Regions from separate parts of the Sus scrofa genome. Here all the other regions are linked to region 1. A link is a contact called in public HiChIP or PLAC-seq and promoter capture Hi-C data. All regions are on one chromosome and are shown on one strand. Each heading gives the region's core, a stretch centred on a gene start, on an enhancer-like site or on the middle of the called end of the contact. The rest is flanking DNA. Distances are from core to core; before and after follow the strand shown.

Region 1 (7,252 bases), core at 1,362-3,861:
AAGCCTGGGAACCAGCAACTCCGAACCTCGTCCACATGCTTTGAAAGATCTGAAGAATGACAAGTGCCCACTGTCATTCTACTCTCAGGTCACTGGTACACACTGAAAGCAGTTACTATCACGTCCACCTGCGGGCAATTCTGTAGCCAGTCTGCTAAACGCCAGAGAGCAAACCAACCATCCTCTTTGTAAGGCCCTCGGGCTACAAAGCGCTTAATTCTCACAGCGACCCAGTTTCAGATAAACTACCTCACGGAGCGTCAGAGGTTCTCACCTCTTCTCACTCCCATCTTCAACCGATAGACAACAAAGCACCCGCGCACAGTCTTGTCACCATTGTGTAAAGAAAAAATTAGCAATCAGCGACCTTCCTCCACCCCATGTCGCAGCAGCTTCGAATTCTAACCCGAGCTGGGCAGTGAAAAACGCCTCCCTCCCCTCTAACCTTTTGTTCGATGAACAGCTCCTCGCGTCGCTTCCTCTTCTCCTTCAGAAGCGTCTTATCCCTGAAAGAAACGGTGGAAAAATCAGAGCGGGCAGGGACGAGCGGGACGGGAAGGGGCGTTTCTCCCCGCCAGGCCGCGGGCTCCGAACCTGCGCACAGTCTCCCGAACTCGCCGCTCTTCTTCTTTTGCTTCCGCCTGGGCGCTGGCGAAAGTGAGCTCCTCCGGGGCCTCGTCGTCAAGCTCATCATCCTCTTCGTCTTCTTCCAGCGGCTCGGCGGCCGAGCCGCTGCTGGGCTGCCCAAGCAGCAGGCCGTGCTCCGCCTCCTCCTCCGAGGCGGGCGGACCCTCGTCCACCATCGCGGACGCCGAGGCCGGGGCGCGAGACGCGCGCGGCCGGAGCTGCACCATGACCCAAGCTGCGCCGAAACTGCTACCCTCTGACCCGGAAGCAGCCGCCAGCAGAGCGTGACGTAAAGAGCAGGCGACGGGGTTCTGCCGCCCTCTGCAGGTTCGGAGGCTTCATTGAGCTACCGGGAGGCGCAAGCGCAGGGCGGGGAAGGGCGTGGCCTAAGGAAAGCAAGGGGCGTTCCCTTCCGCCCGATCCGGAGGCTGCGAGCGGGAGCTCAGGTGGTCATTTCTCGGTCCAGAGCTGCGAGAGCGAGTGCACGTGGGGCTTGTTTCTCGGCGGGGAGGATGCTGAGAGCAGGGTTAACTGGGTCCTCCATGCAACTGGAGCCACGCCGTCCGGTGACTGCAAGCCCAGTCGCCCTATCGCCGCTTTTTTTTTAAGCTCGGGGTTCCTTGATCGATCCAGATTCGGCTTCCTTCACTCTCCACTCCCCAAAGAAGTGCGGTTTTTAAAAGAGAGAAGTGCGCTATAGTGGCAGGACCCCATGTTCCATTGTCACCAACGAAGAAACAAGGTCGACATACTCAGACTCAAATCCTCAGCAGCAAACGTGTGCGTGGCGACCTCGGCCGCCGTCTCGCAGGAATCCTGACCACCAGCCCTGGGCCACTGGCTGTCCGTGCCTCTGCTCCGCGTTCTCACTGACCCCTCTCCCTGTATGTTGACTGACTCCCCCATTAGAACGTGAGCTCGGCGAGAGCAGGGATCCCGGGTTCACTGCTGCAACCCCAGGACCTTGCACAGCGGCTGCCCATGACACAATGACTTGGTGAACGCAACCCCAGCCTGTGTGTATTTACCCCACTCGCCCACCCGCCCCAAGTATGCGAATTTCGTCTCTTAGCCTCCGTGGCCCTTCATAATCTTTGCTTTTATCTTCTCCTAACCCATGATACAATAGCAAATGATTCACCGTTCTCTGAACAAACCAAGCTGTTTCATAGGCCCCTTGCATTTGTACAGGCGGTTCCCTCTAGTGATACCCCCCACCCCCCATCCCCCTACACACACAGAATTCCTATTTAAACTTCAAAAACTCCCAGCCAGGCGGACTTCCTCTTGAAGCCTTTCAAGCACCTTAACGTCGCCCCCATTCGCTGCGCCCATCGCCCATCTCTTAACTGCGTTCTCCTCTGAATCTTGCACAAATTTCTGTTGCTGTAGTGTCCACGCTGTGTAATAGTTTAGATGACAGTTGTCCCAACCAAATCCTTGTGAGCTCCTTGAGTCAAGGTCCACGTCTCACTCATCACTGTATTTCTAACATCTCTCATATGGTTGATGTTCAGTAATGTTAAATTAAGTCAAATGATCCTGCCTCACATGAATTTTGTAGTATTTTCAATGCTCTTTTCATCTTCTCGGATTTAGAAGCAATTCCTAGTTTAAAAACAAGACTAAAAGGTGAACAAAAATGGCAAAACAGAAACAAAAAAAGCCACTGGTGCCAAGGGCCTAGGAGGAAGGGAATTGAAAAGAAGAATTCTAAAATATTTACACCTTGGAGTTTCCGTTGTAGCACAGTGGTTAACGAGTCCGACTAGGAACCATGAGGTTGCGGGTTCGGTCCCTGCCCTTGCTCAGTGGGTTGACGATCCGGCGTTGCCGTGAGCTGTGGTGTAGGTTGCAGACGCAGCTCGGATCCCGCGTTGCTGTGGCTCTGGCGTAGGCCGGTGGCTACAGCTCCGATTCGACCCCTAGCCTGGGAACCTCCACATGCTGCAGGAGCAGCTCAAGAAATAGCAAAAAGACAAAAAAAAATAAAAAATAAAAAATAAAATACGCCTTGGTCAGATAGAAACGACAAATGAAAAATATAATCAGACTCTGAGACAGTATGCTGACTTGAATCACGGCTAACACTAGGGAGATGGATAGTGCACACTCTGAGAAGCCCTACCGCAAAGCTATTAGAAGTGAAGAAAGGTATTCTACACAAAAACTGCATGAGAAGTATTACAAGCCCCTCAGTGTAGATGCTTTGACCCACCCGTGGAAAGTCTGAAGGGAGTCCTGAGGGAGCCTGGCTGGTCCTTGAGCTTCCCTGAGGCTTACGGACCCCCCTCTTGCTCGTGCAAGGGATCCTTAGGATTTATTAAAGGGCAGGACTTGCAAACACAGTACAGGGTTTTCTGTCACAGTGTCTTGTCATCTCTTTCTACAAAAGCCAAGGGTGTCATGTTAAATGCAATTTTTGTAAGGGGTGGAGGTGACGTGGCTCAGCTGCACAATTGCCCAGGGAGTCTACCTCGAATGTACGTCCTTCCTGCCACTCCTCCCCATCAAGCCTCTGATGCTGGCTGCCCGCAGGCCTTCATGGTGCTGGATTCGACGGTGGGACTCGAGAAGGCTATATTCCTCCCACCTGACCTCAAGGGAGCATGACCACGAGCATACATCATTAAAGTCTCCCCGGAAAAACTCCCTTCGAAGAAATTCAGTGTCTGGAAAGCCTGGCAGACCCCACAGGGCTTGTGTTTGTGGGGAGGAGGAGCGTGCTTCTGTTTACGATCTTGAGAAACGGCCAACCTGCAGCTCCCTTTCCCCCTTGGCTGCTGAGAAAGGTGGTGCTAAATGAGAGGCGGCCGGCCGTGTGTATCCACAGAGTCGACACATTTTGCATCATTCTTCTCTCTCATCCTGATTTTCCACCTGGCTGTGACGTTTCCCTTCCTTCCTGGCAGGAGCATGAGTTCATGGTGTAAGCTCTCTCTCTGGACCCGGAGGTAAGAAGGCAGCCAGACAAGCTAAGCACGGAAAAGAAAAAGCCCCCAACGAAGACATCTTTTGGGATAACCACCTTTATACAGCAAATGACCTGCTGTAGAGAGTGCTTTTATTTTCCACCAAACCTTGTGCAAAAGTCACAAATATCAGGGGTTTAGCCCTCTACTTCTAGCCTTGCCCAAAGAGCAGAAATACAATCTGGAAAATTACATCTTTTAGATCATTCCCTGACAAACGTGTGTCCCTCCCCGTCACCAACCAAACGTGTCAGAGGCACCTTGTGTTTCGGTTCAAACCAAATCCCATGAATTGACTTCAGAAGTTCTATGACTTCGGAACACCTTTACTCCCCCTGCTTCTACGTCCCTGTCACTTGGCAGCAGTGAGGATTCCAACCGGAGAATCACAAGATGTTGCCAGACCTTCCAACCTCCAGCTCACCATCGGCAAGGCAGTTCCTCCCGTCGGTGGCCTGGTACTTCGCTGTGCTGTGATCTCTTCCTTCCCCGGGACGACTAAGAGACAGGTTCAGTTTCATGAGGAGCTAGGGCTTCAGGAAGAGTCGTCCCACATGGCCCCTGGAAGTGAAACCTGAAGCAGGAGACGAGGTATGGCAGTTATGAGCAAAATGAACATTCTGCTACAGAAAGTCAACTCTCTTTGTTACATCCAGAGTGAAAGCCAGGTTCTCACACATGCAGTCTTATGCCTTCTGGAGCCCAGTTCTGTCATCTGGTGTCTGACAATTCCAAACAAAGACACGTCAGTCACCAAGGGCATCTGGGAAAGCAAATGCCTAGAATTGAGGTGTTACAAATGAGAATTTTATTTCAAGGAAGAAGGGGAGACTTGATTATAAAGTGCATTCTGTGATTACTTAGCCAAACTCATAACTGAAATTCTAAGCTTTATGAAACCTTACCTACTACACAGAACAGCACTCACAGGTACTAAGGACAAGAGGAGAAGCACCTCAGGCACCACACAGATGATGAGGACTTTAACTGAGGCATCAGCTGAGGCCTCTCAAGCCGCCCTCTGGAACTCACGACTAGCCGGACTTGGCAGAAAGCAGGAAAAACAGAGAAAGAGGAGGGGAGAAAAGAAGAAAACCTAACAACTTTTGCTTCCTTCAAGGAAAACATTTAGCACAGGGGGAAAACCCAACAAATTTCTGTGCATTATTACTAAGAAAAGCAACTGAGCACAATTAAAAATGAAATAAAAAAAACTGGTCACATTATTATTATTTTTAATGGCTGCACCTGCAGCTTGTGGAAGTTCCCTGGACCAGGGCTCGAACTGGAGCTGCAGCTGCTGGCCTATACCACCGCCACAGCAACGCCAGATCCTTTACCCTCTGAGCGAGGGCAGGGATCGAACCCGCATCCTCAGAGAGACAACGCTGGGTCCTTAACCCGCTGAGACACAGTGGGAACTCTGAGAAGTCAGTTTTTTAAAAGGCATCTTCCTGGTTCCCGCTGCTTATAAGACACAGCTGAGGAAGCACGGCCTAGGACATAGGCCGTGGCTGGTTAAAAAGACCTGGAGAGTCTAGGACGAAGCCAGCTCACTCCCTGAAGAGGGTTATAGGTAAGTGGTTTCCACACCGCCTGTGACACAATTTTACCCCAATGAAGACTTCGAGCATTGGTTCTCATGCTGGCTGCACATCAGAATCACTGAGGAAAAGCTTATAAAAACCAGGAGACACCTCACATTCACATTCAGTTACATAAGAATCTCTAGGGTGAAACCCTGTCACTGGAATTTTAAAAATACATAGGTGGGGAGTTCCCGTCGTGGCGCAGTGGTTAGCGAATCCGACTAAGAACCATGAGGTTGTGGGTTCGGTCCCTGCCCTTGCTCAGTGGGTTAACGATCCGGCATTGCCGTGAGCTGTGGTGTAGGTTGCAGATGCGGCTCGGATCCCGCGTTGCTGTGGCTCTGGTGTAGGCCAGTGGCTACAGCTCCGATTCGACCCCTAGCCTGGGAACCTCCATATGCCGCAGGAGCGGCCCAAGAAATAGCAAAAAGACAAAAATAAATAAATAAAGAAAAATAAAAATATGTAGGAGATAGAAACCACTGATGAAAGGAATGACAAGAAGCTTCAGTAAAATCTTATATTTCATTCTACTTTTTTCGGGGGAGGGGGTTGTTTGTTTGTTTTTCTCTTTTTGCCATCTCTAGGGCCACACCCACGGCATATGGAGGTTCCCACCGGCCTACGCCAGAGCCACAGCAATGCGGGATCCAAGCTGCGTCTGCAACCTACACCACAGCTCACGGCAACGCCAGAGCCTTAACCCACTGAGCAAGGCCAGGGATCAAACCCACATCCTCATGGATGCTACTCAGGTTTGTTAACCACTGAGCCATGATGGGAACTCCTTATATTTTATTTATGTGTTATTTATAGTCTACCTTATTCTGGAAAGGACTCAGACTGCCAGGAATATAGGAACTACATTAAAAGTGAAGACGGGTGGGGGTGGGGGTTTGGGATGGAAATGCTATAAAATTGGGTTGTGAGGATCATTGTACAACTATAAATGCAATAAAATTCATTGAGGTTAAAAAAAAAAAAAAAAGGAAGATGAGGAAGCTCCCTGGTGGCTCAGTGGGTAAAGGACGCCACACCCATGTAAAGGTCACAGCTGCGGCACAGGTTCGATTCCTAGCCCGGGAACGTCCACATGCCACAAGCGTGGCCAAAAAAGCGATCAGAAAGGAGTCTGCCCAGGCAGCCCGGCAGGGAGGACACCGGGGGACAAGCTCTGCGTGGGTGTCCCCGGCTTCGTGCTGAGTATGCACAGACCCACTCCAAATGCCATTCCTAAATCCAGCTTAAAAATACAGATGAAAGCCAAGTCTAAAGAATCACAGAAGGACTTTCAAGCTGTGAAAACCAAAAGCCCAGTGGCAAACTCCCTGTAAAAAGACGGAGATACCGTAGTCTACCATTCATCTCTCGTTTGCTTCCATCAGAACAACTACAGGCCAGATAAGACAACACAAACGCCCGTGCTTTTAAATTAGAACAGCAGGTAAAATCTGTTTGGACGCGCGCATCCAAACCCGCCTGGGCCGTCCATCTCCCACCGGGCTGGGGACGTACCTGAATCTGTTGGTGGCGGGGGTCGCTTCCACGTTAAATTCGGCCACCGGCACTCCCCGGGCGGACACCTGTGGGGCGAAGAGGGCCGCGGGGTAGACCACCGAGGACGTTCCCACCTAGGGAGCAAACAAACCAGGCGGACAAGTGACCACACTGCAGGGAGGAAGCACCGTCTCAGAAAACCTTACACAGACTCAGCAGTTTGTGGTTGCAGATGTGCAGGAAGCTCAGCTGGATGGGATAAACCCAGAAGGTCTGGGGGCAAAGGGGAAGGTGGGAGGCAGCCCCTAACCCCCAGAATTCAGGAAGAGTACGTGATGTGAAAAGGAGAGGTGAGCACGCGGACCGAGGGGCCAAGACTCGACGCCATCGTCGCCCAAAGGGGGTTCGTTCACATTCTGGTTGTGCAGATGATCCACGTTCCTTTTAAGTTAGAAAATCCAAAGAGGAGTTCCCGCCGTGGCGCAGTGGAAACGAATCCGACTAGGAACCCTGAGGTTGCGGGTTCGATCCCTGCCCTCACTCAGTGGGTTAAGGATCTGGCGTTGC
Region 2 (7,252 bases), core at 1,707-4,206, 250 kb after region 1:
AAAATTCATTGAGTAATTTAAAAATTAAAAAAAAAATACTTTAAGGGCTTAAAAACACGGGGGGGGGAAAACAACTACCCACTCTAGCAGGTACAACGGACTCTCTGGTTAGGGACAGTTTGAAAAGGTACCTGTAGAGCAGTGGTTCTCAAAGTGTGTTCCCCGGCTCAGCTGCATCATGGGGGGGGGGTGCGGGGAGGGGCTGGGGGGGGTTGTTGGAAACACAAATCCTCAGTCCCCACCGCCTCCAAGACGGCAGCCCAGCAGGCCCTCCAGGTGTGTGCGAGACGTCATAGCCCCAGGTGAGTCTGTGTTCTCCATCTATTCCCCGTTAAGAATCACGGTTCTAGAACAGTGGCTCTCAGCCCTGGCTGCATCTTTTCACAAACTATATAGCCAGGTTTCTGCCATCCCGCCCCCAAGGTCCCCACCTCCCCTACTCATGCCCCTCCCCCCTAGGTTCTGACTTAACCCATCTGCTGAGGGGCGGGGCAACCACAGCTCTTCAGGAGACTCTAATGGAAGCTGGGGTTCAAGAACCACTCCTGCTGTTCCCGTTGATTTTTGCAGCCTTGTAAGTAACACTGGTTTGTTCTCCTTCCCGTTTCCCAGCACAAAAGCCGTGTATTCCTCATAATTCACCCTGATCACTCATCAGGCAGAGAGACAACAGCATGTAAGACAGAGCATTTGCCAGAAGGGGAAACTTGGATTTCTACTTCCTGCCCCACCTTACTTGCTGCTGGACTTCAAGAAAATGAAATCCTCTCATCTTTCTAGGGCTCATCGGCCTCATCTCTAAAATTAGGAGTTCCCTGGTGGCTCAGCAGGCTAAGAATGTGGTGTGGTCACTGCTGTGGCTCAGATCACTGCCATGGCTTGGGTTTGGTTCCTGGCCTGGGAACTTCCTCATGCTGCGGGCACGACCAAAAAAAAAAAAAAAAGAAAGAAAGAAAGAAAAAGAATTTAAAACAGAAATTAGATTAATCATGCCTTCCTTTCTTCAAGTTAGAGAGCCAGTAAATAATCAAAGTCTCTTCCAGCAAAAAAAAAAAAAAAGAAAGAAAAGAGAAAAATTACTCTTAGATTCTAAGAGCTTTAAAAAGGTCAGAACTTGTCTTCAGCAGAGAATTGCTAATATTTGATTTTACTCCCTCCAGGATGGGCAGAAAATATTGCTAGCCCATCAAGTTTGTGGTTTTGTAGTATTTACAAGTATGAGTCGAGTCCAAAAGAAACTGGTACTCAGACAAATAGATGCCAAAAAGGAAGCCATTGCAAAGGTCTGTGTTCTTGCTCTGCCCTAGAATGTTCCAGAAGGCACTCGGCAGTCTGTCTGAAGGGCAGCGCCCTTTCCTATTCAGCCCAGTTCTTCCGTGCTCATGGATCTCCGCTTCTTTCCACTTCTACTCAGCTGCCCGCTTTTTCCTGACGCCTCCCCACCTCCCCCCCTTTTATTTTCTGGCTCTTTAAAAATTGCACAGTAATCAGCCTGTGATGAATCCCGTGGAGTCTGTTTGCCACACGGTACTAACGTACATACTCCTGGAAAAAAGGGAGCAGGTGCACCAGGATGGAGAAAGTCCATCAGTCAAGTGTTTCCTGAGTCAGTTTCTTCACTTACTCTCTTTCTTTCCTCTTTCTTTCCTTCTTTCCTTCTTTCTTTCGTTTTCTTTTTCTTTCTTTCTTTCTTTCTTTCTTTCTTTCTTTCTTTCCTTCCTTCCTTCCTTCTTTCTTTTCTTTTCTTTCTTTTCTTTCTTTTCTTTCTTTCTTTCTTTCTTTCTTTCTTTCTTTCTTTCTTTCTTTCTTTCTTTCTTTCTTTCTTTCTTTCCTTCTTTCCTTCTTTCCTTCCTTCCTTCCCTCCTTCCTTCCTTCCCTCCTTTCTTTCAGTGTGCACTTTTTTTTTTCCGGAAAGCAAGATAGGTTGGGGAGGGAGTGGGATAGTTTGGGAACGTGGGCTTCATAGATGCAATGAGATCCTGCTGTGTAGCACTGGGAACTATGTCCAGTCTCTTAGGATGGAGCAGGATCGTGTCAGAAAAAAAGATTGTATACGTGTATGTGTGACTGGGTCACCATGCTGTACAGTAGGAAAAAAAAGGTAGGTTGGTATTCCTCTCCCTCCTTTCAACCTTCCCTCCCGACAGTAAGTGATGCGATTAGGAGGCCCAGAGCTGCTAAGTGGTTTCAAGGTGATGTGGGATCAACAGCACTACATAAATAGCCAAGTAAACCTGTACCATCTCGGAATTCCTTCAGAAAGGAAAAAGAGAAACTAAAAAAGGAAACTAGGAACATAGCCAGAAAATACAGCCGGGCCTTCCCAGATGGCCCAGGGTCCCCGTGGGGACAGCACAGATCTAGATGCTGTGTTCCGTATATTGGAGTCCCCCCCTCAATTATTCTGTCTAATAATGTCTACTGCATTTCTATGATCTGAGAACTTTGCCTTTCTTCAGGAGGGAGGTGGAGGAAGGGGGTCTTGGGTAGCCGCTTCTAAGCCCCCAACCCCTTTCTCAGCTTGACTTTGGGAGACAAGTTCAGCTAGCCAAGAATGACAGCTTTCCATTGAGTGTCTGGTCAAGGTCAGGGGCCTTCATTCTCTTTTCCATGTGCTCCCCTTGCTGCTGAAGAGGCCTGTCTTCTGGACCCCAGGTCTGCCTCCCATCATGCCGCCTAGAAGTTTCTAGGGACATAGGTAAGGGTTTAGACGTGTAGACTCTACACACTAGATTTTTGCATACTCTTTAATTTTTTGGTTGCGTCTTTGATTCACTTTTTTTTTCTTTTAAAATTGAGGGGATGTTTTAACCTCTGTGGTTAAACCCTGATGAGACAGACTTAGCCTCCAAAACAACTTCTCCAAGCTTCGGGGCATATTTGGAAATCTGTATTCATCTGGCTATATTTAGGTGCATAAAACAGAGGCTCAAAATAACAGAAGCTTAAGCAAGGTTAAGTGTAGCTTTCTCTGTGGCAGCTGAAGCTGGAAAGTTTCTCTCCTAAGCAGATGGGGCCTGGCTTCTTTATCTGGTTGCTCTGTCTTCTCCAGGAAGTTGTCCCGGTCTGGATGGCTCATAACAGTTTGCCTCCCAGCCGGCAGGCAAGAGGACTTGGGAGAATGTCTTCCTTCCCTTTAAGGGCATGACCCAAAGTTTCACACAAATGACCCTCTCAGATCCTTTGGCCAAGACTTAGCCTCATGGTTACACTTACCTTCAGGCGAGGCTGAGAAATGCAGCTGATTCTCGTGGTCCTGTTCCATCCCTACCTGAAGTCCCCCACGCTGACCCACCTGGACCTAACCTCCATGCTTACACTTGACTTTTGACTTAGGTCAACCCCTAACGACGCAGCCTCAGCTATCTTCCCACGTGTGCTCCGGGTCGCAGCCTACCCTCCCTGCTCCAGGATGTGCTCCAGAAAATTCTCCCCCTTCTCACCAAATCAGCGATTCTTCCTTTACTACTGAACTATTTCCTAACAACATACACGCTGCTTCTGCATCTTGGCGTCACTCCCTATCCCTCCAACCACCACCCAATTCTTTGCTTCTCTTTGCAACCAAACGTCTCAAAAGAGCTGCTGATATGCTCTGTCTCCATCTCTTATCCCCTTTTCTCCTAAAACCACTCCAACCAGGCTTTTGCTTTCATCAGTCTTGTCAAGGTCATCGCTCCTCCTTCCTTTAACTTGATGTGACAGCGGTACTTGATACACTGATCGCTCGGGACTTGATAGACTTTTTAAGTTTGGTTTCCAGGAAAATCTGACTTTCTTCTTCCCTCACTGGTTGCTCCTTCTTGGTCTCTTATGTGAATTTGTCCTTTTCTCTTGACCTTTTGACACTGAAGTATCCCCTCTTTCCTTTTCTTCTTCTGCCCGCTGCCTTGGTGATCTCATGGCTCTTAAGTAGCCTTTATAGGCTGATGACTCCCAAGTTTATACCTCCTGCCTGGACCTCTCTGCTGAGCCCCATTGGCTGGGACCGATTAGGAAACAGACACCACACAGTGATTTGAGCTGGGACAGTTTAGTCTAATTATAACGGGGGACTAGAGCAATGCAAGCTTGGCTGGCAAGGGAGTTCCCGTCGTGGCACAGTGGTTAACGAATCTGACTAGGAACCATGAGGTTGCGGGTTCGGTCCCTGCCCTTGCTCAGTGGGTTAACCATCCGGCATTGCCGTGAGCTGTGGTGTAGGTTGCAGACGTGGCTCGGATCCCACGTTGCTGTGGCTCTGGTGTAGGCTGGTGGCTACAGCTCCGATTCGACCCCTAGCCTGGGAACCTCCATATGCCGCGGGAGCGGCCCAAGAAATAGCAAAAAGACAAAATAAATAAATAAAAAAGATTGGCTAGCAAGGAGTAGAGAACTCTAAACAGAAGTTCCCATGATGGCTCAGCAGAAATGAATCTGACTGGCATCCATGAGGACACAGGTTCAATCCCTCACCTCACTCAGTGGGTTAAGGATCTGGCATTGCTGTAAGCTGTGGCTTGGATCCGACACTGCTGTGGCTGTGATGTAGGCAGGCAGCTGTAGCCCCTATCCAGCCCTTGGCCTGGGAACCTCTGCATGCCTCAGGTACAGCCCTAAAAAGACAAACAAAAACAAAAACTCTAAGAAATACAGGAAAAGCAGCTACAAGGAACAGCCACTACCCCCAGGGCTGGGATAGAGAGCCTGAGAAGAGGACAAATCTGGAATAGGGGACCCCCACTCGGACCCTGGGGCTGAGACCCAGACCTCACTAGAGAGGGAACAGCTGAGGTTCATGGGATGGTGGGAGGGGGTTTGCTTAGCTGCTGCATGGATGGGACTCACTTGGCTATTGGCCTGCTTGGGTGCTGGGGAAGCTGCCTGCTGGTTGGCCTGTACTTTGAGACTTGGTGCAAAGCTGCACAAAAGGGCACTATGGGAGGCCCTCCAGGAGGAGGTGTCTTGTGCTGCCGCCTGCTAGGTGCTGGCACCAGCTAATGCCCACTGCAAGAGCTCTGTAGATGCCGGGTTTGCAGTACAGGTGCCTGTCAAGAAAAGTCCACCAGAATTAGGAAAAGCAACCCCTTGCTCTTGCAGCATCCCACCAGGGCACTCTGCTGAGAGAGCTTAACATCACGCCAGAGGGCACAGTAAAAATGTGTGCAAGGTTCCACTCCGTTATCAGGGAGCAGGCCCTGAAAGGCGGATTTAGGGCTGAGAGGCATTAAATTGACATCTTCAGTCTTGTGATCAGTCAGCTACATGACGTTTCCACTTGGATGCCTGAGAGCATCTGAGACTTTCTATGTCCAAGACTGACCAGTGTCCACAGGCTCCTCCCAAACCTGCCCTGGCTCCTCCCACTCATGCAGGTGCTGAGGCTCTGCTCTCCAGGTCATTGCCAACTCCTGCTCTCTGTCACTCCCTGTGTCTAATTTGCAAAGAAAACCTGTTGGCTCTTGCTGCATCCTGCACTGCAGGGCAACCAGAGAGCCTGAAAGAGGGATGGTGCGACACACAAAACACACAAGACTCTTTTACATTTTAAAAGAGGGGGACCAGGGAGTTCCCGTCGTGGCTCAGTGGTTAAGGAATCCAACTAGGAACCATGAGGTTGCAGGTTCGATCCCTGGCCTCGCTCAGTGGGTTAAGGATCCAGTGTTGCCGTGAACTGTGGTGTAGGTTGCAGACACAGCTCGGATCTCAGGTTGCTGTGGCTGTGGCATAGGCCAGCGGCTGTAGTTCTGATTCGACCCCTAGCCTGGGAACCTCCATATGCTGCAGGTGTGACCCTAGAAAAGACAAAAAATAAAAAATTAAAAAAAAATAAATAAAAGTGGGGGACCAAGAGGCACTCTGTTCCACAGAACAAAGGCCCCTAGGCTTTAGCCCACAAGATTTTATTAGGGAAAGTGATGTGTGTAGATGAGTGACCAAAAGCAGGCATAGGGAGGGTCGAAGCTGTCTCTTAGCGAGATCTGGGGAGACCACCAGCAATAAAAGTCCCGGGTGTATACATCTAAGATCTAGTGCAGCTGCCTGAAGAACAGCAAGGTTACCCTCTAAGCCCCTTATTTTATTTTGACAGGAGACCCTGCTCTGTGGAACTCTGCACTGGTACACCTGCTTCTCTGGCTTTTGCCATCACAAGCATTCCTGGCTTTTGCACGTACCAAGTTCCCCTGCTGCAGAGTTCGGCAGGTCAGTGGTCGCCGACAGGCTCTTCTTTAGGGATGTACACCTACAGTCTGACCATGGGTCCCCCTGTCGTGTTACTTCCCTGTTCCAGTCATCATCATCCCTCTTCTGAGACACCGTGTCCTGGTTCGGAGTGTGAAGTGTAATAAGGCCACAGGATCAGGAGGTGCCTGCCATTGGAGAGACCGTTTGGGAAGGGGTGTATATGCCTGTGTAACGATTGACTTTGCGCTATGCCTGAAATTAACACAATTTTGTAAGTCAACTCTAATCCAAAAAAGATTTTTTTTAAGTGAAAAGAAAAAAAGAAAAGACTGTTTGACTCAGACGTCCCAAGAGGAGGGGGTGTGCCACCCTGTGGGGGGCCACCTGGGGAAGCACCAGGGCTGTTAGCTGGCGGACAGTGGGGGGACCTGTGGGCCAGAGCCTTTATTGTTCCTCTTTTTTTTTTTTTCTTTTTCTTTTTCTTTTTTTTTTTTTAGGGCCGCACCTGCAGCATATGGAGGTTCCCAGGCTAGGGGTCAAATCGGAGCTGTAGCCTCTGGTCTAAACCAGAGCCACAGCAATGTGGGATCCAAACTGTGTCTTTGACCTACACCACAGCTTCCAGAAATGCTGGATCCTTAACCCACTGAGCAAGGCCAGGGATCAAACCTGCAACCTCATGGTTCTCAGTCGGATTTGTTTCCACTGCACCATGACAGGTACTCCCCAGAGCCTTTATTGTGGCTTCCATTGGAGAAAGGGGGGGCAGGGTAAGCAGGCTTGGGTTGGCTGGTATGAATACTTTCAGCAGACTGTGGGCAGAGGGGCTGACCCTAGGTGTCTGGTACCCGGCCCTGGGGGGATTTGGGCAGGAGGATAGAGGCCCAGATGTGGGAGCTGCTAGTGGAGGTGGTTGGGGCCTGGACTCTGGACTGGTCGGTTTGTATTTGAAAAGCAGGTCCCTGGAGGGGGACTTTTCTCAAGGAAGGGGTGGTAATGGAGACAGGAGGCTCATGGGGACTCAAGTATGTTCAGGTGTGCCAGAATGAGGAGTGTCTGGCATGTACCTGTAGGACAGGTGTTAAAA
Region 3 (7,252 bases), core at 2,982-5,481, 190 kb after region 1:
ATTTTGCATCTTTAGGTTTGTCCTCTGGCTTTGCTCTCGCAGCTGACTTAAATCAGCGGGACCATTTATCACTTGTCAGGTCTTATGGAAACTATTTCTTTGCCTTTTCTTATTCTTTTTTTGCTGCACCCAAGACATACAGATGTTCCTGGGCCAGGGATTAAACCTGAGCCACAGCAGTGACAACAAGCTGCAGCTGTGACAGTTGCCAGATCTTTAACCGCTAGGTAACCAGGTAACTCCTGGAAACTATTTTTGGACTCAGCCATTGGTAAAGCCAGAGTACCCAAGCATGGGCTGGCACGTGCTTCTTACTGAATACATGTGCCATGTATATAGCGGGTGCTTTATAAATGTGTATAGCGGGTGCTTTATAAATTAGTTGACGAATTGAGTTAATCTTGTCCTTTAGCTAAATGATAATTGTTCCCTGGAGATAATAATGGTGATAATGGAACAGGTGGGGAAGCCAGCGGCCGTGTCTGAGCTGGTTTTTCCCTGGGCCCCGTCCGCTCTGCTGGCAAAGCCTAACCACCCTCTTCACTCTTAAATATGTCTCAAGTGTGTCCACCTCTCTGTCCCCAATGCCATCACCCTAGCACCCATCACTGCCATGTCACTTAGGTAATGCACGTGAAACTCTTATCCCAGAGCCTGGCACACACCGAGTGCTCGATAAGAATAAATGTTTGTTTGGAGTTCCCGTTGTGGCTCAGTGGGCTAAGAACCCAATTAGTATCCACGGGGATGTGGGTTCCATCCCTGGCCCTGCTCAGTGGGTTAAGGATCCAGCATTACCATGAGCTGTGGTGTAGGTTGCAGACGTGGCTTGGATCTGGTGTTGCTGTGGCTGCGACGTAGGCCGACAGCTGCAGTTCCCATTAGACCCCTAGCCTGGGAACTTCCACATGTCATGGGTGTGGTTCTAAAAAGAAAAAAAAAAAAAAAACAGAATAAATGTTTGCTATGAATAGTTGAATCAGGCGTGATCCATCTAAGCGAGGTTTCCCAGTGAAAACCTTTTGGTGTCTCCCTGTCACCCTTAGGGTAAAAAAAAGCAAACTTCCTTCCAAAGCCTTTAGTTTTTGTCTCTGCCCAACCCTCCATCTCACCCAGTGACTCTCCCTTTGTGATGGCATGGCAGCCATACCGGCTTTCTGTCATTTTGGGGACTTGTCAAACTTCTGCCCATCCCAGGGCCATCACACCTGCTGTTCCCTCTGCTCAGAGTGCTGTGTGCCTCTGCTCTTGCTCTTTCTCATCCTGACGATTTTTAGCAGAGTTCCCGTCATGGCTCAGCGGTTAATGAACCTGACTAGTATCCATGAGGACATGGGTTTGATCCCTGGCCTCCTCGGTTAAGGATCTGGCATTGCTGTGAGCTGTGGTGTAGGTTGCCGACGTGGCTCGATCCTGTGTTGCTGTGACTGTGGTGTAGGCCAGCAGCTGTGGCTCCAATTCAAACCTTAGCCTGAGAATTTCCATATGCCATGGGTGTGGCCCTAAAAAGACCAAAAAAAAAAAAAAAGATTATAGTTTAAGTATCACTTTGCTGAGGGCATCGCTGGTCTCGCTGTCGACTGTGAGTTTGCTCTGTTCTCTATCACAGACTCCATTTGATGCCTTCCTTCCTGGAACTTCCACACCTGAAATGGTGTCTGTCTCTGCTTGTTTATTGGCTGTATCCCCAACTCAACTCTAAATTCCGGGGGGCCTGGGACCATGTGTGGCTGGCACATGGCTGATGCTGGAAAAGCATGGTCAGTGTTTGTTGAATGAATGAAAAGCAAACTGCACACCAGTCATAATACGCATACAGATAATGATGCTAATGACGGGGTAGGCGAGTGGGCATCGTGTGCCAGACGCCAAGCTGCGTGCCTTGTGCTCTTTATCTCGTTTTGCCCTTTGCACACCCCAATCCAGAGCAGATCTTGGTCTGCTAAGGGTGTGAGCAGTCAGCTCGCCCAGATAGTGAAGCCAGCCCCTCACGGTTCTGGCCTCTTACTTGATACCCTGGGGAGGTAAGGCCAGATCCCCCTCTGGCCCAGGACGTGGGCAGATGCCTCACCTTGAGGAAAGATGGGGTGGGAAGGCATCCCAGATAGGCAGCTGCCCTTGGGCCTGGACCACGCCCAGTAGCATCCACGTTCTGAGAGCTTGGTTCTGTGCTCTGAGCTTGGGTGGCCAGACAAGGTGGGTGGAGAAGGTGGGGTGACTCAACCGTACCGCATTCGGTTCCTTAGGAAGAGTGGCCCCCAGCCCAGGGCATGTCGGTATTGAAGGGCATCAGTGGGTGGAAAGGCCAGGCAATCTGGCTGGCAAGGAAAGGTCATGTTTCCCATGATTTGGCGTGTTCTGGAATGTTCTCTTGAGCAGACCTGCATGTTCAAGTTCTAGAAAGGGTGGAGGGAGTTCCGCTGTGGCTCCTGTCCATGAGGATGCAGGTCGATCCCTGGCCTCACTCAGTGGGTTAAGGATCCGGCGTTGCTGTGAGCTGTGGTGTAGGTCACAGAGGCGGCTTGGATCCTGCATTGCTGTGGCTGTGGTGTAGGCTGGCGGCTGTAGCTCCAATTTGACCCTAGCCTGGGAACCGCCGTATGCCGCAGGTGTGGCCCTAAAAACACACACACACACACACACACAAAATTGTGGAAGGGGTGGAAGAGAGGAGGGGACTGACTTTAAGAAAACACAAGGGAGTTCCCTTCGTGGCTCAGTGGTTAACGAATCCGACTAGGAACCATGAGGTTGTGGGTTCAATCCCTGGCCTCGCTCAGTGGGTTAAGGATCCAGAGTTGCCATGAGCTGTGGTGTAGGTCGCAGACATGGCTTGGATCTGGTGTTGCTGTGGCTGTGGCGTAGGCCGGCGGCTTCAGCTCCAATTACACCCCTAGCCTGGGAACCTCTGTATGCTGTGGATGTGGCCCGAGAAAAAGACAAAAATAAATAAATAAATAACCAAACAAATGAATAGTTTAAAGAAAATAAGAAAGAAAACATGAGAACAGGAGGGTAATGTTTTAAACTCTGGGGAATGTTCTAGGCGTTCTCGCCAGGAGGGGGAGGCTGCTGGGGAGTGACGGGAATCCAGGCGGTGACAGGTTGTGAGTCCTTGCAGCACAGGGTGGGCTCCTTGGCTGCCGCTGGATGTTCTGGAACATCCGATGCCCTTTCCCCTGAGCCCTGACCTCGCTTCCCTGCTTGGGTGCCGCAGCCGCTGGCCGCCCGCAGGAAGAGCAGGTGGCCTTCTGTACCTGACCATGTGAGCTGGGGGGACCGTGACCTTCGCTCTGAGCTACAGCCTCTTCTGCATAATGCTGTGTTCCTGGCACCTGGGGCCTCGAACTCCCTTATCTTTTTTTTTTTTTTTAACTGAAGTAGATGTGATTTATAAATATTATGTTAGTTTCAGGTGTACAGTGAGGGGATTCACTTAAGCATATATATTCGCTCCCGATTCTTCATTATGGAGTATTACATGAATTTGAATATAGTATAGTTCCCTGGGCCCTATAGTAAATCCTTGTTGTTATCTATTTGATATAGAGTGGTGCGCACCTGTTAATCCCAGACTCCTAATGTATTCCTTCCTGATTCACTTTCCCCTTTGGTAACCACAAGTTAGTTTTCTGTTGTCTGTGAGTCTCTTTCTGTTTTGTAATTAATCGCCCTTCCTTGTCCGCTCACAGTTAAGTTGACTTTCTGTTACTGAATCTATCCTTGGACTTGGTCTGAATATGCTGATTCCTGCTGTTAGCTGAGGGGTGGCCTTTTAGAAGCCCAGGCCCGCGGTCATGACAGCTGGCATTTATCAGGCACCCCCTGGGTGCCAGGCACTGCGCCCAAGCTCTTTCTACCACAGCCCAATGATGGGAGTGCATGTATCCGTCTCCATTTATAGCTGGAGCTGTGGGCGCCCAGCAGTATCGTGTGAGGGGCCTGGGGTCACACGCGCAGCAGGTGCTGGCGCCAGGAGCTGCTCTCAGACCCACTCTGTCCCGTTCTGTGCTGGGCAGTGTGTCCAGCCAGGGACGCCGTTATAACCCCGAGCTACCAAAGGCATCACCGCCTGTCTCAGACAAGCAGCTGGGCCCTGTGGCCTGACCAGCTAGTTTTGTCTAGTTGGTTGGCAGTACAGTGGGGCTGGCTGACCCTGGCACTCTCCACATTCTTAAGCACTGATGCCTGCGTCACACGATCTGGCCCTCTGTCCAGTGTGACCGCACTGCCACCTCCAGTCACTTCCAAATATGCACATCTTTCCGGCCCATCCAGATTGCAGGATGCTCGTGGACAGGGTCCACGCCAGGTTTTCTTGTTTTCCTCCAGTGGCCTCCCCCGAGCGCCTGGCCTATTAGCGGGTGCTTACAAGTGGTTTCATGCCCCTTAGCCTGACTGGGGGACAGCCTTTTAAGTGGCTGCCTTCCACGGCCGGATACAAATTGCCATCGACTGGTATTATGAGCCCTTCTCCCTTTGCAGAACAAACATGGTTTTACTTCAGCAACTGAAAGTGGAAGAAAACCATACCTGCAGATGCTAGGGCCTGATTTTAGCGGCTTAGCCATCTCATGCATTTTCTGTTGCCTTCTTTGTCGTGGGCATCTTTGTGCTGGGTAGTTCCTGCTGTTCAAAAGGCAAAACCAAATTGAACTCTGAGATGGAACCTGGTTCCCTCGGCAGTCTTGGGGGCTGATCTGCTAGGCCGTCTCTTGGGTTTAGCTGTGGGTTGGTCTGTACACGTGCTTATTTGAAACAGGGGCACAGGTGCTTGCTGCGCCAGGTGGTGGGAGCTGGGTGGCCTTGGTGGGAGGGGCGATGCATGCTTCAGAGCCGTGCTCCCCCACGCCCACCCCCCGTTTTGGCCAAAGAATGCTCAGCCATCCTTTTCAGCCTTGGAGGAGGAAAGAGCTCAATTTCAGCCACGTGCGAGCTCCCCACCCTCCTGGCGTGGAATGCCCCTGTGGGCACCATCCATTAGAAAAGATTTTATTAGTTTTTCTTGGCCCAGATTTCTTCTTTTGATTATCCCTGGCCAAGGAATGCAGGCTTATCACATGTCATTGTCCCTGCTGGCCCCAGCTGTGCTCCTGTACCTTGGTGGCAGGAGAGACTGGAGATCAGTGGCAACAGAAGCATTCCTAGCAAGTGGGGACCTTGTGCTCATGGTGCCTGTCCCCAGGCAGATTTTTAAGACTGCCGGTTCACCTCTGCTGCTTCCTTCTGCTGCCTGCGAGAGTGTGAAAGGCCCAGGGCATCATGGGCAAATGCTCCACAAAATTGTGTGGCCAGCAGCTTTACCAAAGCGAGGGAGAAGGGAGAAGGGGGGAAGGAGAGAGAGGAGAGGAGAGAGAGCGGCAAAGGCGCCAGGAGCATGCATAGACTCAGGGGCAGACATTTCCAGGGGACATGATGGCCAGTGACAGAGTGACAGAGCAAGAGGGTGGACCATTGGCCTGGGTCCACTCGGTACTCTGATACAACTTCTTGCCCAGTTCAGATGTTGCTGGGCGTCTTGTGTGTACAGTGGGTGATCACAGAGAGCGCTTGGAAGGCTGTGAACGGGTGCTGAGCAAACCCGAGGGTGCTTGTTGTCATAGCATCCCTGTCCCATCCCTCAGCCACCAACGCTCTCTCTCTAAAGCCTACAGGATCTCAAGGGCTTGTCGGATGAGGATTTAGTGATAACCTTGCTCAGAGGAGCCCCACTCTTGCAACTTCCATGCTTCGAAGAAAGAAAGCGGAGGTGCTCAGAGGAGGCAGCGCCCTGGGCGGAGTGAGGGGAGGCAAGACGAGGGAGGCCGAACGCAGACATAGTCTCGCTGATTCTGTAGTCAAAGGCTGAGTCTCTCATCCGAGGGTTGGCACCACTGGGATGAGACTAACAAGATGTGGGGAGGGGGCAGATGTGGACAATATTTTATAACCAGTATCACCCATCAGATGTGACACCGGCTCTGCCTCCACACGGGTTCATACCAGCTCAACAGCAGCTCTGCTACGATAGCCTCAGCCTGGTGGTGTATTAGTCTGCCGGGGCTGCTGTTACAAAGCACTGTGGACTGGGTGGCTTCAGCAATGACATTTATTTCCTCAGGGTTCTGGAGGCTGGAAGGCTGAGCTCAAGGTGGGGGCAGGGTCAGTTTCCGCTGAGGTTTCCGTCCTGGGCTGGGGGGTGGCCGTCCTCTCTTGTCCTCATGTGCTCTTCCTTCTCCACACGTCTGCGTCCTTGTAAGGACACCTGTCATACTGGGTCAGAGCCCACTCTTGTGACTTCTTTTACCTTAAATGACCTCTTGAACAACCCGGACTCCACAGTCACGTGTTGAGGTACCAGGGTGGGGTGGGGGGTGGTTCTACATAAGAATTTCAGGGGGAGTTCCCATTGTGGCTCAGTGGGTTACGAACCCGACTAGTATCCATGAGGACACAGGTTCGATCTCTGGCCTCGCTCAATGGGTTAAGGATCCGGCATTGCCATGAGCTGGGGTGTAGGTCGCAGACTTGGCTCGGATCTGGTGTTGCTGTGGCTGTGGCGTAGGCCGGCAGCTGCAACTCCAGTTCAACCCCTGGCCTGGGAACTTCCGTGTGCTATAGGTGCAGCCCTAATAAAAGAAAAGAGGAAAAAAAAAAAAACCAAGAAAAAAAGGAGCCGCTTCCTGGGCCTCTCTCTGGGTGGGGCGAGGTCCCGCCTTAGTCCGCTGACAATGCCCAGCAGCTCTGTCACTCTCAGGCCTGGTTCCTCGCAGGCCTCCATCTGTGGCTGATGAACCACTGACCTTTCTCTGAGGGACAGAGGTCCCCCAGGTGACACTCTGTTCCTGCATCTGAGGGGAACAGGCCACATGTTGCAACGGGATGCAGATGGACAGCTGGCGTCTCTGTGGGTCCTGGCTTCTCAGTGGGGGAGGCACAGTGATGGCCAGGAGTTTGGTTCTGTCTGGGCCTGGAGCCGCCGCCCTTTTCACAGCTGACATCTCTGAGCCTAGGTGTCCCATTGCCCGGAGACGTCCTTCTGTGGCTCCTCCTTCCTGTGGCTGGGCTGGGAGGCCAGGACAGTGGCTGCTGCGAGCCTGGCTGTTTGCACAGCCCCAGGTCTTACTGGTGAGAACTTAACACTTTACCATCCAATGAGGATGAGGCCCTGGTACTCTGAAAGCACCTCCCACTGTCTCCTGGAGGTTCAACTGCTTTGCTGTGTGAATAGCGATGCCCAGGCAGAGGAGGAGGGGCGGGGCAGGTTCTCACT
Region 4 (7,252 bases), core at 1,323-3,822, 170 kb before region 1:
TTTGGCAAGAGTCTTGTCGGTTGGTTTAGCCAGAATCCTCCTTACTGCTGATGTTTTCTCTTGGTAATTCCCCATCCACTGCCCCCCACCCAGCTCCTTGGCTCTAAGTTCCCACCTGCCCCTGCTATATTCGGAAATGAGCCCAATCTCTCTCCCCACTGCGGTGTTTCAGCACAGTGGTCCCCATACCTAACAAACTAGTGCATCCCTTGAATCAAGCCCTCCTTACTGTGCTTTAACAAGTGGCTGAATAATTTTTTCTTTAACCAGGGGTATATCGCATATGTCCACGCAACGACATGCAAGAATGTTCACAATGGCCTTATTCATAACAGCCAAAAACTGGCGACAAATGAAATGCCATCAACAGGAGGATGGGCAACCAAATTGTGGCACAGTGATACAATGCAATGCTATTCAACACTAAAGAGGAACTAATTACAGATAAACAACAGGGGTGAATCTCACGGCTATTGCATTGAAGGCAGACACGAGGCAGAAGGAAGTCAGACAAAAGGCAATGTTTATTGTATGACTGCATTTATAGGAAGTTCAAGAACAAACCAAACTAATCTGTGGTGACTGAAATCAGAAAATGGTTGGAGTTCCCATCGTGGCTCAGCGGGTTAACGAATCCGACTAAGAACCATGAGGTTGCGGGTTCGATCCCTGGCCTTGCTCAGTGGGTTAAGGATCCAGCGTTGCTGTGAGCTGTGGTGTAGGTCGCAGACGCGGCTCCGATCCTGTGTTGCTGTGGCTCTGGTGCAGGCCGGCGGCTACAGCTCCCATTCGACTCCTAACCTCCATATGCCAAGGAAGCGGCCCAAGAAATGGCAAAAAAAGACAAAAAAAAAAAAAAAAAAAGGACAAAAAAGAAAATGGTTGTCTTTTGAGAAGCAGGCAGATTATCTAAAAAACTGGAAAGGGGCACACTAGAGCTTTTCTGGAGTGATGGACGTATTCTATATTTTGTTTGGGTAGTGGTTATATGAGGTATACAATCAAAAATCATCAAACTGAACTAAGATCTGTGCATTTTTATTACATGTAAGTTATACCTCAACCTCAAAAAGCTACAAACGGCTTTCATTAAATAAAGTCTGTGCCATAGTTTATTTAACCATTCCTCTAATGTTGGAATTTGTGTCTTCCATCTTTTCACAATCATAAATTACAATACAGTGAATATCTTTGTGCATGTATTAGGTTGATCCCTATGAAATTAAAAATCTTCAACATTTTGATCTATCAAAATGACAAGTTCATATAGTCCAATCTAGTAGAGTTTTAAAAAAATATTTTGTATTATTCCCTTAGGTTAAATTTTCAGAGTTGGGTGACTTAAGCAAATTTTATGAACATAAAACACTGTTGAAGCATATTGCTAAATTGTTTCCTATCAGTTCTAAGGATGTATAACTCCTACTAACCCCTTCTGAAAGTGTCTACTTGGGCCTTTAATGTTTTTAATTCTTAATATTTTGATAGCCACTTACATCACTTCCATAACCATATGCCCTCTCTTCTTACCAGCACTTTATAGCTCTGTCTCTTCTTCGTGTCATGTATTTTATATATACAGGTGTGTAAGAAAACAGCGCTCTTGGAGTTCCCGTCGTGGCACAGTGGTTAACGAATCCGACTAGGAACCATGAGGTTGCGGGTTCGGTCCCTGCCCTTGCTCAGTGGGTTGACGATCCGGCGTTGCTGTGAGCCGTGGTGTAGGTTGCAGACGCGGCTCCGTTCCCGAGTTGCTGTGTCTCTGGCATAGGCTGGTGGCTACAGCTCCGATTGAACCCCTTGCCTGGGAACCTCCATATGCCGGGAGCGGCCCAAGAAATAGCAAAAAAAAAAAAAAAAAAAAAAAAAAAAAAAAAAAAAAGGGCTCCTTTTATTTTTTATTTTTGTATCTTCTAGGTTGGTGCCTTGAGCACTGCATTCATTCATTCAAGAAACACTGCTGAATTCACACAATGGACCAATATTGGAGATAGGTGCGATAGGCATTCAAAAAGTTCACTGACCTGAACGCCCCTGGAATCAGATATCCTTTTATACCAGCAGGTCTCACTGACCACTCAAGCTCCTACGTTTGAAATTCTCAGATGGAAACTTTCTCACTTCTATGACGCACTCATCAAGCTGAAAGTTTAGCTTTAAATGTGTTGAATATGTAACGGCTATACCTTCTAACAATTCTTTAAAATACACCCGGCTAACAATTCTTTAAAACGCACCCCAGCGCCACACTTTGGGGAACTTTGGACTAGGAAAACCTAGGGCAGCCTGGTGGTGCTCGGACTTGGGATTCTGAAAAGCACCAGGGTAATTAATGGCTTTATAAGGACATCGGTGTACTGAATATGCAAATCGTGGCAATACCGAGGTCATCCAGCTCCGGGAGAGCCCACCGCCACCTCCTGGTCCTCCGGGTTGCCGGACTGGAACTCGCTGGGACTGGGACGCGCCTTTTTCCGGAGCCCCGCCCCTTCGAGCCCCGGAGCCCGCCCCTTCGAGCCCTGGAGCCCCGCCCCTCCGCCAGCGCGCGCCCAGAGCCCCGCCCGCCCGACAGGAAAGACCCGGTTCGGCGCTGCCGCCGACGCTCGCTCCTGCTGTCGGTGTCGCGCCGCGGCCGCGCGCGACCGGCATGAGCGCGCGGCCGGGCCAGTGACCGCGTCGGAGATGGACTGCGGCTCCGTCGCGGGGGAGAAGCCGAAGCGCCTGCCCGGCCGCCGGCGCCTTCTGCTCTTCCTGGCCGCGGGCCGCGGCGGAAGCCCGGGCGGCCGTGGCGTTCCCGCGCGCCGCCTCGTGCCCACGCTCCCCGGCGGTCTGGGGGCGCTGCGGCCCCGCGGCCCGGCGGCCCGTGCCAGCGCGTCACGTGCCTCCCCGCTGTTCCTCGTCCTGCTTGTGCCCTTCCCGCGCCTGGCCGCCGCCGGCCCTCGCCGGCCGCTGGCGAACTGGGAGCGGTGGCGCGCCGGGCCCTCGTCTCCCCCGGCCGGGCGCGGCGGCGCGTGGAGGTGGCAGCCGGGCCTGGCCCCCCGCGTCGCCTGCGCGGCGGGCGCGCTCCACCTATGCCTCCGGCGGGTGGCCGCCCTCGCTTCCTCGAGGAGAGGTGAGGGCCGGGCCGGGGCGGCGGGAGCTGGGCTCTGCGCTCCTGAGGGCGGGTCAGCCGAGGTCGCCGGGCTCCTCCCGGCCGCGGGGACGAAGGTCTGTCGGGCCCCGCCCTTCTGGTCCGCGCTCTCCTGGGCTCCCTCAGCGGAGAGGATCCGAGTGAGTCGGGCTGCGGGCGCCGGGTGCAGGGCGCAGCTTTTAATGGAATGCGGGGCAGGAGGTACGAGCGGGGAGGAGGGAGCGCGCGCGTTTGTAGAGCCGCCGCGTGGCGCCCGCTCGCAGGTTTCTGTTTTGCAGGTGCGCGGTGTGTGTAGCGACTCCGGTAAAGGAGCAGGTGTGCCGGAGGCTTGCGAGTTTGAGGATGGAAGCTAAGGGACATGAAGGGATTGTTTTATACTTTAATTTCAAACTCTCGTGGCTTCATTAATTCGTTAAGCACCGGCTTCCACTCTCCCTGGCACTCTGCTGGGTCCGCGGGATGTATCAGCTAACAAAATCTTTTCCTACTTGGAGCTTAATTCTAGCAGAGGAGAATATATATATGTGTGTGTATTATTTATGCATGCATAAATAATGTATATAATCTGATGAATGCTGTAAAAATATAAAGGGGGTAAGATCACCACGAAGTGAGTGAGCCTCCAGTTACTAATTTAAATAGTCATTGGAGTAGGTTTCATGGAGAAGGTGCCGTTTGATGAAATACTTAAAGGAGGTGAGGCAGGGGGTCTTGCGTGAGGTTAAGAAAGCCTAAGCAGGAGTTCCCTGTCGTGCCTCAGTGGAAACGAATCTGCCTAGTATCCATGAGGACGCAGGTTCCATCCCTGACCTCGCTCATGGGCTAAGGATCTAACTTTGAGCTTCTCGTGTAGGGTTTTAATATCCTTTCTATATGCTCAAGTTTCCCCTCCCCAAAGGAGAATTACATGTTATACTTTAGCATAGGTCAGGTTACTTGTTTCCTGATTGTTAGTGGGAATTCATAGTTCTTGGGCCTCGTTTTGTTGTCACAATAAAGGAGGAAAAGTGAGTCAGAGGTGTTCCCAGTGCCAGAATACTGCTGTGTCCTCAGGGACTGCCCTTGGATGGAGGCAAGACAGAATTCACCTTCCATCAGCAGGGCTTGGAGGGCTAAGTGGCAAGTGGCTAGTCGTTTTCTCAACTTTTCAGACAGCAGTAATATTTCTTTGAAATGAGCTTGCAATTGAAATTCCAAATTTTTTTTGAAAAGAAAAAAAATCTGCCGTATCTAAATTGGAATTCACTTGCTTCAAAAGTAGCAGTGATAGTTTGTTTTGTGTGTGCAAGGAGGTGTTTTGTTTTAAATTACACAATGATTATTTGTTACTGGAAAAAAAGGAATCGAGGCCTAGAATAATTCTGTCACTTTTCGTAAGCTAATTCTAGACTCAAAGGTTTTTGAGCCCCTAACCCATGGGACAGCCCAGCATGGTTCTGAGATGGGTGGCTTGAGAGATCCCTTTGAGAGATGCATTCATTCATTCTCTCACCACTGTTTCTCCTGCTAGGGCTCATCTGTGTCAGGATGTCTTCTCATGGAGGCCAGTTTTTGCCCAGGGCTGGAGATAAAGGATGAAAAAAGAGGTGCCCAATTTAAGTGAGCTCATTTAAGTGAAAAGGGAAGGCCATACGTGAAGAGGAGAAAGGAGTTCATCTCAAACTTTCCTTCTGGACAGTCTCTAGATCCAGATCTTAGAATCCATACTGTTAAATTTTTTTAAAAAGTTGTTTTTGGTCTGCAGTGTACCAGGCCCTCTGCTAGATGCTAATGATGCAAAAAATAACTGTCTGTTCTTGGGGAGCTTGAAGGAACACACAGACAGGGAAATAACTTAGTAGCTGCTGTGATAGAGCTCTCTGTACTGGGCTGGGTACACACAGTAAAGGCTGCTCCCTGACCTGGGGAGGCAGGTCGCAGAGGTAGCGTAATGGGTGCTTATGGCGTAATGGGTGCTTATGGAACGCTAATGGAACATAATGGGTGCTAATGGAACATAATGGGTGCTTAGCACATCGTCAGAGTAGATGCAAAGGGGTAAAAAGGGTGCTTAAAATTTACAGCTGAGAAGGAGGAGCAAGCCGAGCTCAAGGATGGTGTACCAAGGTCTGAAAGTGCAGGTAACAGGATAGCTTAGGTGGCTGGAATGAACGCTGAAAGGATGAGTGGGCTAGATTAGGACAGGCTTTGTGTGCCTTGCCAAGGGCCTCATACTATAGGCAGGTGCTTCTTTGAAGCTAAGGCCCCCTCCCCCACTTTTTATTTATTTATTTATTTATTTTTACCATTAAACACACACACACATAGAATAGTTGTTGCATCTTTTATTTTGTCAGTCTGCAAACAGTGCTTGGTACCAGGTGGTTATTGACCCTCCTGTACGTACCTAGGTGCTGTGAACACAGCCACCCTAACTCCAAGTTGCCAGTAATTTGAGAACCACTGCTTTCAGCTTACAGAAAAGCATCAGATCTGTAGGGTCCTGTCCATGTCACCTTTTCTGCTTACTTGCAGTTTCCTTTGAGTATTTAGGGGTGAAGGATTGAGAATAAGAGTTGATGAGCTGAAGTATCTTTCTGGTCATTTAGGAGAGCTACTGAGTAAAACCTTTTGAGTTAGATGACTCTTCTGTCTCCTATAACACCTGGTGTCATAGATCAGTAAGAACAAGTATGTAGCAAGATTTTTATATAGCTATGTTCATTACATTTAAATGGAAAGTTTTTAAGTTTTATATTGTCCATCTCTTTTCCTTTTGCTGTCAAAATGTCTCTTTTTGTATGATTGTAAGAGTAAGAGCTATTATGTTTAAAGGTCCTTTCTTGACAGAGTTACAAATTCGTACTGCAGTTAGTCCATATTTTTTAAATCTATTTTTTGTGGTTGATGGAACACAAAAGCCAGAAAATCATTACTCTGCTACCTCCTTCAAATGAGACCTTGAAACGAGCTTACAAAAATGGGTTGGACCTGTGGTTAAATTCACAGAAATTCATAGAAAAGGTAATACATAAATTGTTAGAACACGTCTCTCTAAACATAGTCTTCTGCAAAGATAAGGAAGAAAAACCGCAGATCAACATCTCTTATAAAAATACTAGGAAACCAAATTGAGCAGTCTATAAAAAGGAGTGTATGCTGTGACTAAACAGGATTCTGTCTCAGAACAGCAGGTTCACTTTGTCTGAAAATCAATTCCATGCAGTGTACCATATTCACACCTTAGAGGAGAGAAACCACACGATCATCACAAAAGACAAAGAAAAGTAATTGACAAAATTCCACACCCCTTCACATTAAAGAAACACTTGACCAATTTTTTTGGAACAGAAGGGAGCCACCTCACCTGATAAAGGGCATCTGAAACACCCACAGCTTAACCTCATGCTTAAATGGTGAAAGATGGGATATGTTCCCTCCAAGGTCAGGAATGAGGGGGGCTGCTCTCACCATTCCATGCAGCGCTGTGCTAGCAGTTCTAGCCAGGGCGGTTCGGCAAGAAAAGGAAAAGCCATCCAGATTGTAAAAGAAGTAAATTATCACTCTTCACAGACGACATGACCCTATACATAGAAAACTCTAAGAAATTCACTAAAAACCAATGAAAGCTAGTGAATTTAGCAAGATGGTGGGATATAAGATCAATATACAAATTGTACGGAAACAAAAGTCAGTTGTATTTCTATACACTAGCAATGAACAATCTGAAAATTCTAAAAAGCAGTACCTTTTGCCGTAGCATCGAAAGGAATTAGAGACTTAAATTTAACCCCCCCCCCAAAGTACAAAACCTACATAGAACACGAATAAAGACATTAAACACCTAAATAAATGGAGAGTGAGGGCCGTGGAGATGTTGGTAATTGGAAGACAATATTTTTAGGATGGCGGTACTCCCCACAGTGACCTACAGATTTAGCATAATCTCTATCAGAGTTCCAAGTGGCTTCTTTGTAGACATTGATAGAGTGATACTGAAGTTCATATAGGAATATGGGGAACTCAGAGTAGCCAGAAAATCTTGATAAAGAACAGAGTTGGGGGATTCATTTCCTGATGTCAAAACTTGACTTACAAACTACATACCAAGAAAATGTGGCACTAGCATAAGACAGACTTGTG

Evidence for each region. Promoter capture Hi-C pulls out the DNA fragments that hold promoters and counts their contacts. HiChIP or PLAC-seq counts read pairs in DNA pulled down with a chosen protein or histone mark.
Region 2: a contact with region 1 is called in an H3K27ac HiChIP or PLAC-seq map of skeletal muscle. The contact joins the enhancer-like site here to the promoter of NOL7 in region 1. A contact is called at or near these places in 1 of 5 promoter capture datasets (liver), 6 of 47 Hi-C or Micro-C datasets (fetal skeletal muscle, heart right ventricle, liver and 3 more) and 2 of 2 datasets of contacts at active chromatin or transcription factors (alveolar macrophages and skeletal muscle).
Region 3: a contact with region 1 is called in a promoter capture Hi-C map of liver, with 6 times the contacts expected there. The contact joins the enhancer-like site here to the promoter of NOL7 in region 1. A contact is called at or near these places in 1 of 5 promoter capture datasets (liver), 5 of 47 Hi-C or Micro-C datasets (embryonic fibroblasts, heart right ventricle, liver and 1 more) and 2 of 2 datasets of contacts at active chromatin or transcription factors (alveolar macrophages and skeletal muscle).
Region 4: a contact with region 1 is called in an H3K27ac HiChIP or PLAC-seq map of alveolar macrophages. The contact joins the promoter of MCUR1 here to the promoter of NOL7 in region 1. A contact is called at or near these places in 1 of 47 Hi-C or Micro-C datasets (liver) and 2 of 2 datasets of contacts at active chromatin or transcription factors (alveolar macrophages and skeletal muscle).

Annotation. Positions count from the first base shown.
Region 1 is chr7:9,964,842-9,972,093 of Sscrofa11.1, reverse strand. NOL7 (nucleolar protein 7) reads right to left here and starts at 2,611. Exons shown (of 9, transcript XM_021100198.1): 1 at 595-2,611; 2 at 446-506. The coding sequence starts at 854. It overlaps SIRT5 (sirtuin 5), which reads right to left. Exons shown (of 10, transcript NM_001105308.1): 9 at 6,704-6,819; 10 at 4,090-4,173. The coding sequence ends at 4,098.
Region 2 is chr7:9,719,600-9,726,851 of Sscrofa11.1, reverse strand. No RefSeq gene overlaps it. Among named protein-coding and RNA genes, the nearest start is that of TBC1D7, 14 kb to the right of the region's middle. Within about 2 kb of position 2,956, at least 4 of the 83 cell types and tissues checked have an H3K27ac peak or open chromatin away from gene starts, as enhancers often do. A contact at or near this core is called in skeletal muscle, where this site is marked.
Region 3 is chr7:9,780,565-9,787,816 of Sscrofa11.1, reverse strand. The region is part of intron 1 of GFOD1 (glucose-fructose oxidoreductase domain-containing protein 1); the gene reads left to right. Among named protein-coding and RNA genes, the nearest start is that of GFOD1, 70 kb to the left of the region's middle. Within about 2 kb of position 4,231, at least 25 of the 83 cell types and tissues checked have an H3K27ac peak or open chromatin away from gene starts, as enhancers often do. A contact at or near this core is called in liver and skeletal muscle, where this site is marked.
Region 4 is chr7:10,138,217-10,145,468 of Sscrofa11.1, reverse strand. It overlaps MCUR1 (mitochondrial calcium uniporter regulator 1), which reads left to right and starts at 2,572. Exons shown (of 8, transcript XM_005665577.3): 1 at 2,572-3,112. The coding sequence starts at 2,683.